2 separate regions of the Mus musculus genome follow, and region 2 is linked to region 1. Evidence: chromatin contacts called from public HiChIP or PLAC-seq data. All regions are on one chromosome and are shown on one strand. The core of a region is the stretch at or near the end of the contact, and the rest is flanking DNA. Distances in the headings are between cores, read along the strand shown. Region 1 has its middle 5.7 kb from the start of Gm24008. Region 2 overlaps Plxnd1 (plexin D1).

Region 1 (4,374 bases), core at 1,167-3,666:
GAGAGGTGACAATTACTATCTGGTGATACAAAATGTTGCTGAGTGGAGCAGTGGGAATGAACAGTGTGCTGGGCAGGATCAGCCAGGCATTTGTTCAGCCACTCTGGAAAACTCTCTGGCATTATCTAGTACAGCCAGCCAGAGATACACTGTCTAGGTATACCTAGATACACTGTCACATCGATACCCAAGAGAGAAGCACAGCCTCATGCAACAGAGCATAAGGGAAGACAGAAGACTCGAAGCAGCGCTGTGCAAGACAGCCCCAATCTGAAAGTAGTCCAAATGTCCCTGAGCAGAATGAAATTATTGTATAGTCATGTACTGAAATATTATACAGCAGTGCCAGCGAGATGACTTAGCAGGTAAGAGAGCTTAGCACCCAGGCCTAGCAAAACTGAATTCCATCCCCAGGAACCACACGGTGGGAGGAGAGAAACAATTCCGTGGCATAGCCCTCTGACCTCCATGTCTACGCTGTGGCGTGGACAGCTGAATCCCCACATCATACATTCACATACTAATTATTAATTTTAAAAGAAAATGAGAAAGCACATTTTCATGTAATAGCATTGATGAACCTCACAAACATAGTGTGATAGATCATTTTAATTTTTTAAAATTATGTGTGTGTCTGTGTGGAAGTATGTATACATGAGTGCCCGGTACCTTCAGAAGTCAGAAGAGGGTGTCAGATCCCCTGGGACTGGAGTTCCTGGCAGTAGTGAGCAAACCACCCAGTGGGTGCTGAGGATTGAACTCTGGGCCTCTGCAAGATCCGTAATCACTCTCAATGGCCGAGCCTTCTCTCCAGTGCCCATAAACATTAGATTGAATGAAATGTGTGACTTTATTTACACAAACTTCCCATTTTTAAATATGTATTCTGATAATTAAGCACAAAGCAAAAAGAATGCAGGCACAGCCCTGCAGATCCGGGAGATGTATGATTTCCTGGGCAGTCAATGTCTGATTGAATAAGGGAGTGGCAAAGTCCTCTGTCTTTGTTTTTTGTTTGTTTGTTTAGTTTAGTTTTTCTAGACAGGGTTTCTCTGTAACAAAGCCCTGGCTGTCCTGGACTCGATTTATAGACTAGGCTGCTGCCCTTGAACTGACAGAGACCCACCTGTCTCTGCCTCTGCCTCTGCCTCTGCCTCTGCCTCTGCCTCTGCCTCCTCTGCCTCTGCCTCTGCCTCTGCCTCTGCCTCTGCCTCTGCCTCTGCCTCTGCCTCTGCCTCTGCCTCTGCCTCTGCCTCTGCCTCTGCCTCTGCCTCTGCCTCTGCCTCTGCCTCTGCCTCCCAAGGGCCACCAAGCCCCTCTCATTTCTTTAGTTTTTAAGATACAGAATCTACAGGTAGCACAGGTTGTCCTCAGACTCAAATCCTCTTGTCTCTGAAAACTGAGTGCTGGGATTAAAGGCATGCCAGACTTCTGGATACTTTTCTACGTATTCCATGATAAAAATTAAGTAGAGAGATGAGTTAGTGATTAAGTGTGCATGTTGCTCTTCCAGGGAACCCGGGTTCTGTTCCCCACACCTACATTGAGCTGCTCACAGTGACCTGCAACTCCAGTTCCAGGAAGATCCAACATGTGTGGTCTCTGAGGCCGCCTGCATCCACATGTACACGCGCGCCCATGTGTGTGTGTGTGACAGAGAGGGAAAGTCAGAGAAGGAAAGAAACAGAGGGAGAAAAGGGAGAGAGAGAGAGAGAGAGAGAGAGAGAGAGAGAGAGAGAGAGAGAGAGAGAGAGAGAGGAGGGAAGTGGAGGGAAGTGGAGGGAGTAAGTTTGAAACCATGAACTTTGCTCTTCTGGACACAAGAGGGGGTGCTAACCGGTGACCAGCTAAGGAAACCAGGTTTCCTAGCAACAGAGAAAAACATTGAGCAGGAAGTTTCTAAGATTCAGTCGATGGATTTCAGCTCTGCACCTGCTTGGGGCAAGGCTCGCTCCTGGCACCTGGAGCCTTCTGTTGAGTCTTGAGCGTCCTTGACCTTTTGTGGGAAAGTGGAGTACTCCTGAACACGAGGTCAGATCGGCAGGGCTGGGGTGCTGAGCCCTGGATCGCCTTTCTTCCCTGATCTTTTCCGTAGGACTCCAAACCCCCTGGTGTTTCCCTCAAATGAAGAGGCAATTAAGGCATGGGAAGGAGGGAGTTTGCCTGGAGCATGCTGAGACTTCAGGTTGTAAAAACAGAAAGATTTGGGTTGCAATGACCATTCTTAGGTTTGTTATTTTAACAGATAAGTATTGGGTAAATAAGTATTAGGCAAATCCTGTGGAATAGTAATAACACAGGAAGAATCCACTGTGAAGCGGCTGGGCTGGGGCTCCGTGGTAGAATGTGCGGGGCGTTGCTGCCCGGATCTTGGCTGGCCCTGTGGCACTAGCAGGAGGTGCTGAGACCTTTAAGAGGCGGGGCTTACCTGAATAGCTGTGAGATCATTGGGTGCACGTCCTCAAAGGGACTGGTTGGACCAGTCTTTGTGTGTGATAGACTTACTGGGGAGACACAACACACACACACACACACACACACACACACATCTGTTCTCTCAGAAAGGGAACCAGTCTTTGTGTGTGATAGACTTCCTGGGGAGACAAACACACACACACACACACACACACACACACACACACACACACACACACACACATCTGTTCTCTCAGAAAGGGAACCAACCCCATGACAGAACCAAGAAACATCCACACCAAGGTCCAACTTGGTTAAACTAGTGAGATTTTATTGGTCTGCTAACAGGAGTGTGGGTGAGGGGTTATTTACAGTACCAGGTGTGGCTCAAAAACAGCTGCATCACCAAAAAGCCCCAAACAGAGTGACGACTCACAAAAGCAGCAACCCTGAAGCGCTCTGTACACCATGCAGGCAGCTGACAGATCCAAGATATCTCCTCTCTGCAGCTGGGCTGCTCAGAGTCTGTTCCAACAGCTGTTTATTCCTTCTGGAAAGCTGGAGAAAGACCTTCCAGATTCTCGCAAGTTTCTGCTTTCCCAGAAGGTGACCTCTTGTTTACCTCCGTGATCTCCCAAGGGCCCCTGACCCTGGAAGGAAAGTTTGGATTCCGTGGACTCTGCCGCCCAGCTCCAGCCCTCTCCTGCCTCTCTTGCACTCACTCGGCAACCGGCCTCCTTTGGCTCCAGCTTCCATGTTTGTCCTCACCACAAACCCAAATGTCTGAAGCCATGAGCCAGAACGAAGCTTTCCTCTTTTTAATTTGGTTCTCTACAGAACTGTCAAAGAAGCAGAAATCTGGCTAACAAATGGAGAAAGAAATTGAGAAATGGATCACAGTTAAACTCCTGCACAGGGTACTCAGCACACACACCGTACAGTTCAGAGCAGCCTGCAACGCCAGCTACAGAGAGCCAAAGCACATTTCTGGCCTCTGAGGGGATCTTTTGGATGCCCACTGTTAGCATTCTGTCTAAGCTCTGCCCCACAGTTACCTGGATTGCCAGGTATGTCTGACACTCTATAAAGGGGGCTGCTTGCCCCCTCCTTTCTCTCTTGCTCTCTCTTGCTCTTGCCTTCCTGCTCCTGCTCAGTCCTCCTCATGGCCAGTCTCTACTCCCCTCCTCTCCTCCTCTCCCCTCCCCTCCCCTCTCTCTCTGCCTTTCTCCACCTCTACTACCCTAACTCCCTTCCCCATATCCTGAATAAACTCTTTTCTATACTATGGTGCTATAGCTGGTCCCTCAGGAGGAAGGGATGCCTCAGCATGGGCCCTGCGATGGCTCCTTCCCCCACACCTCACCACACAGCCATAAAACATATCCCCCCTCTTTATCTTTTAATAAACACATCACCACTACATGCATGTCTCCATTTCCCTACATGCTGATCTACATGTAATTAACAACAAAATAAGTCTGTAAGAGAAAGAGGAAAAAAATAACACCGGAGATGCATGGAGACTAAACAGGATGACATGCAAATGTCTTCCCCAATCCAATGTATAAAAGAAATATTTAAAACCATATTTTAATTTATTTTATATTTTGAGACAGCGTCTTACTTTGTAGCTCTGACTGGCTTGGGACACACTGTATAGACCAGGCTGGCCTTGAATTCACAAAGACCTGCCTGCTCTGTCTCCTGAGTGCTGGGATTAAAGGTATGCCCAACCTATCATCATTTTTATTCTTATTTTAAAAGCTTATTTTTTTAAAGGTATGAAGCTGTTTATTGTCTCTAATAACCAGATAAATTAATGTTAAAACTTTGGGGAGGGAGTAATTTCTCTAGCAAGTGAAGAAAACCACTTTAAATAAGAGCTTGCTGTTAGGGAGGAACTTACAATTGTGTTGGGGCCTCACTCTGAGAAAGCAGTCTGGCTGCCACTAGCAGGAG
Region 2 (4,374 bases), core at 994-3,493, 260 kb before region 1:
AGGATTGCACCAACTCCAGCCAGCCACATTTCTGGACCAGTGCCAGTGAGGGCCCCAGCCGCTGCCCTGCCATGACAGTACTGCCCTCGGAGATTGATGTGCACCGGGACTACACAGTGAGTGGAGCCACACCAGCCTAAAGCCCACGGGCACAACCAGCGGCAGCCAGGCTTTAGGAAGCTCACAGCAAGGGCCAGGCACCATCTCCGGCTGGGCCACCTCTTCAAGGTTCTGCCTTGGCCTCTTGCAAGACCTAGTCAACAGTTAGGACCATGCAACCTGAGTACATAGCAGTGCACAGGGCCACTGCTGGCGTTTAAATGGCAGTTTCTGAATATGCTGACTTGGGACACCCAGATAGAAAATTAACCCTTCTTGTCTTCTTCCGGGAGTGTTAGTGGCCATCACTTATCCCTGATATGGGACAGACAGGGCTGGTGGCTAGTTCATGCCTGCAGCAAGGTGGGTGGCCCAACAGCTAGGGCCCTCCCAGCCCCTCCTCACTGACTCCTCTAAGGACAGGGCCATCCTATGTCACCCCAAGGGGTTCCAGTGGTCCAACTGGTCTACTCCACCAGGTCACATGTCAGTCCTGCCCTGGCCTCATCCCTGGGCAGCCTGGGATAGGCACAGTCACTCATCCCCTTGTCCATTCACATTGTACTGAGCACTTACTGGGTGCCGTGTGAGTACATACTCTGGGGACCAACCCTTGGCCTGGGAGGAGCTGAAGTGCTCTTGAAGGGAGAGAATAGGACAGGTAAAATATAGAGGTGGGATTGCATGCAGAATAGAGTCAGGTGGGGCACAATGGTAGGCAAGAAAACGGTGCCCACCAGCCTTGCTCTGGGAGAGGGTGTGGAGTATGAGGAAGATAGCTTCATAGCAAACTACAGTCCAGGGGCCCTAAGGTGGGAGTGAGGTCCACGTGTCTGGGGTTGGAGAGTGGGGGCCTAGCAAGCGTGTGCTGCAGAGGCCTTCTGTTTTGAGATACCATAGCCCAGTCCAGCCTTGTACTTGTAGCAATCCTCCTGCCCCAGCTTCCCAAGTGCTGGGATTGCAAGCTGTGTCGCAACGCCTGGTTGACAGAGCCTGTGTGACCTCTGAGATGAGGAGCCTCAAGTGGAAACACTAAAGCCCCAGGGTGTCGTCCGAGTAGAGAGCCTTGGCTTCCCTCGAGACAAACCGTTGTGTTTTTTGTTTTGTTTTGTTTTTTTCGGAGAGACACTCAGGCAGGATCAGACAGATGCTCTGCGATAGGATCTGTAAGGGGCACAACCTGGGCCTCACCTGAGGGCATCTCTCCCCCAGGGTATGATCTTACAGATCTCAGGAAGCCTGCCCAGCCTCAGCGGCATGGAGATGGCTTGTGACTATGGAAATGGCGTTCGAACGGTGGCCCGGGTACCTGGCCCTGCCTATGATCATCAGATTGCCTACTGCAATCTCCTGCCCAGGGCCCAGTTTCCATCCTTTCCTGCTGGCCAGGGTGAGTGCCTGGCTGTGATGCCAGCCCAAGGGTGGGACCCTGCCAGCATCACCTGTGGATGACGACATTTGTATCTCTGATTACTTTCCAGACCACGTGACCGTTGAGATGTCTGTAAGGGTCAAAGGACACAACATTGTCTCAGCCAATTTCACCATCTACGACTGCAGCCGAATTGGACAAGTCTACCCCCATACAGCGTAAGTGGGCAGCGGGAGGGGGAACAGGCCCCACACAACTTGGAGAACAGCTTCAGACCCTGGAACACACAACAGACGGGATGCAGTACACACAACAGACAGGATCCCATACCTTTCCCTTGCATGTAGCAAGCTTTGACCAGCCAGGCCCTGCAAACTGACACCAGACTGGCAGAGGCAGACTAAAAGAGTCTACCTGTTTCTCCCTTGCATACCTCTCATTAGTGGAAAGCTCACTACCAAGCAAGATGGCCCATCTGCCCCCTTTCTCCAAGGCACTAGGGTCATCCTTTCTGAGGGACCCCTTGTCTTCCAGCTGTACCAGCTGCCTGTCCACACAGTGGCCTTGCTCCTGGTGCATCCAGCTGCATTCATGTGTCTCCAACCAGTCTCAGTGCCAGGACTCGCCAAACCCCACGGTAAGTCTTGTCTTGGGTCTACCCCACCCACGGCTTTAGTACCCACTTCTCTTGATTTTAAAGTTACCATAGTCCTGGCATTGCACTAACAGCCCGGGGTGGGGTGGGGCAGGGGACTGACTCATCACTGCGTGTTCAGCCAGTCCCTGTGGCTGGGCAAGCTGGTGGCCTTTTTTCCTCCCCTGCCCTTGAATCTCTCTGGGTAACTACTCCAGGAAAGCTGGTTCTTAGAGGCGACACTTCAGGGCTACAGTGTGACCTTCTGGAAAGTCCGAGCCAGGCTGAAGCTGTGCCCTTCATCCACAGCAGATACTAAGGGTGGAACATTGTCATCCCCTGTTTACGGTTTCTCAGACACTTCAATCTTTTGTCCCTATGGCTGTAAGAGGAGGTGGCTTATTCAAGACCACCTACCTGGGAGGCCTTGAACCCAAATCCCTCTGCCTTTCTTTGAAATATAGAGTTAGGTACTAAGACCCATGGCTCTGTTCCCATGGTATGTCACCTTCACCCTGGAAGGCTCCTCCCTCTTTCAGGGGTCACACGTGAAATTCCCAGACCTTAGCAGGGGAGTAGCGGTGCCTCGAGCTTAGACATACCTCCCCTTGCTTTATGTCAGGGCTGTGCACCCTGGGAGGGGCTGCCACAGCCTCAGCCGGACCCTCAGGCCAGCCTTCAGCAGCATGCAGAAACCACACCCAGCTCACAGAGTGCACACAGAACAGGGCTTCTCACTGACAGGCCCAGGAGTGGCCTATGGTCATACTGAGAGACGCTCTGGGTGTTGGGATATGGTTAGTCTAGGCCCATTATCCCTGTGGCTCTGGGGTTGGGGGGCATCCTAGTTATGACATGTCCTTACCTACAACCCTAAGCTGCATACACAGCAGGGACTTGGTGGCTGCTGAAGACCAGAAGTATCCATTGCATCTGCCTGGTACATGCCAACCCTGAAGGACCAGGGGCCCACCTTACAATCCACCAGCGCTCACTGAGTGCTGCTTGTATACTGAAGTCTGTGCTAAGCACTGGGGAAAAGCCAATTAGATGTAGTTCTGTCTTTCCTACCACAGGCTCAAAGCCTTAGCTCTGACCTGTGGCTGTGTGATCCCAGGCAAGCTGCTGACCCTTTCTGTGTCTTTCTCCCTCTGTAAAGTGAGGCCCACAGCAAGGGCTAAATTAGATATCTGGAATTACTCCAGGAGGCACCAGCCCTATACTTGGCACCTAGATGATTTTAGAATCTGTGGCTACTGTGCATGGGTGCCCAGCAGAGACATCTCCTAAAAGGATTTTGTGTGGGTCTTGACACCTGCATAGGAGCTCAGCAGCTGGGAGGTGTGTCTGATGCTGGCAGTCGGCTTGTTCTCCAGGTCTGCAGCTCTCCCTCAGGGCAGGAGTGGGCCAGCCCCAGAGGGGCTGTCGGAGAGCATTACTGTAATCTGGCAGGAGAAGAGGCAGCTTCACCAAGGCCTGTGCAAGGGTCTGAACCAGTGCTCGACTTGGCATTTAATTAAGTGCCAGTTAGCTGTGGAGGCGCCAGGCCTCCCAGGCAGACGGCAGGCAAGAGGGTCTGCATATCCTCCGGGACCCCTGGCTCCTGGAAAGGGGGCCCTGAAGGTTGTGCTTGCAGCCACGTGCACGTGGTCCCAGTGGCTCCCACGGGGAGGCTGCTAGGGTTGGCTCCGGGGTTGGGATGAGAAGAGGCAGGAAGGTGCCAGGTGTTCCGGGGCCAGTGTTGCCTCTCAGAGCCTAGTGCTCCCAGGGCAACATGATGTCAAGCTCTGGAAGCAGGATGGGAAGCGGTAGCTGGATCAGAGCCTGGTGTGTTCCAAACCACAGGGCGGCACAGTGCTGGAGCCAGTGGCTGAGTGGCTTGATGGGTATTGACAGCCATCACAGACTGCGGGCTGGACCACAGCAAGTGGCAGCAGGCCAGGAGGCCCTGGTCACTGGGTCTATTGATGCTTGTTGGCTGGCTTGGGATGCCAGCGCTTGCCCTCTTGAGCTTGGAGACACTGTAGGAGTCTGGGCACTCCTGCAGCTCCATCTTTCCAGGAGCACGTTTGGGATCCTAGCCACCTAGCATTGCGCCCTGGCAGTTCCAGCTAGGCGAGGAGAGATCTGTGCCAACCTGTGTGAACCAGAGCAGGCTCTGTGCACACCTGCACGATGGTAGCCGCTGACCTCTCCCCGTCTCCTGTGCACTCATCCCTGTCCTACGTGTAACCATACACAGCTTCCCGAGCCTGCAGGTCAGGTCGGC

Evidence for each region. HiChIP or PLAC-seq counts read pairs in DNA pulled down with a chosen protein or histone mark.
Region 2: a FOXA1 HiChIP or PLAC-seq map of pancreatic cancer cells shows a contact between it and region 1. The contact joins two enhancer-like sites. A contact is called at or near these places in 1 of 115 datasets of contacts at active chromatin or transcription factors (pancreatic cancer cells) and 2 of 9 other capture datasets (liver and pancreatic islet).

The regions. Positions count from the first base shown.
Region 1 is chr6:115,715,918-115,720,291 of GRCm38.p6, reverse strand. No RefSeq gene overlaps it. Among named protein-coding and RNA genes, the nearest start is that of Gm24008, 5.7 kb to the left of the region's middle. Within about 2 kb of position 2,416, at least 261 of the 459 cell types and tissues checked have an H3K27ac peak or open chromatin away from gene starts, as enhancers often do. A contact at or near this core is called in pancreatic cancer cells, where this site is marked.
Region 2 is chr6:115,973,685-115,978,058 of GRCm38.p6, reverse strand. Plxnd1 (plexin D1) reads left to right here. Exons shown (of 36, transcript NM_026376.3): 5 at 1-116; 6 at 1,312-1,489; 7 at 1,581-1,689; 8 at 2,006-2,108. Among named protein-coding and RNA genes, the nearest start is that of Plxnd1, 19 kb to the left of the region's middle. Within about 2 kb of position 2,243, at least 43 of the 459 cell types and tissues checked have an H3K27ac peak or open chromatin away from gene starts, as enhancers often do. A contact at or near this core is called in pancreatic cancer cells, where this site is marked.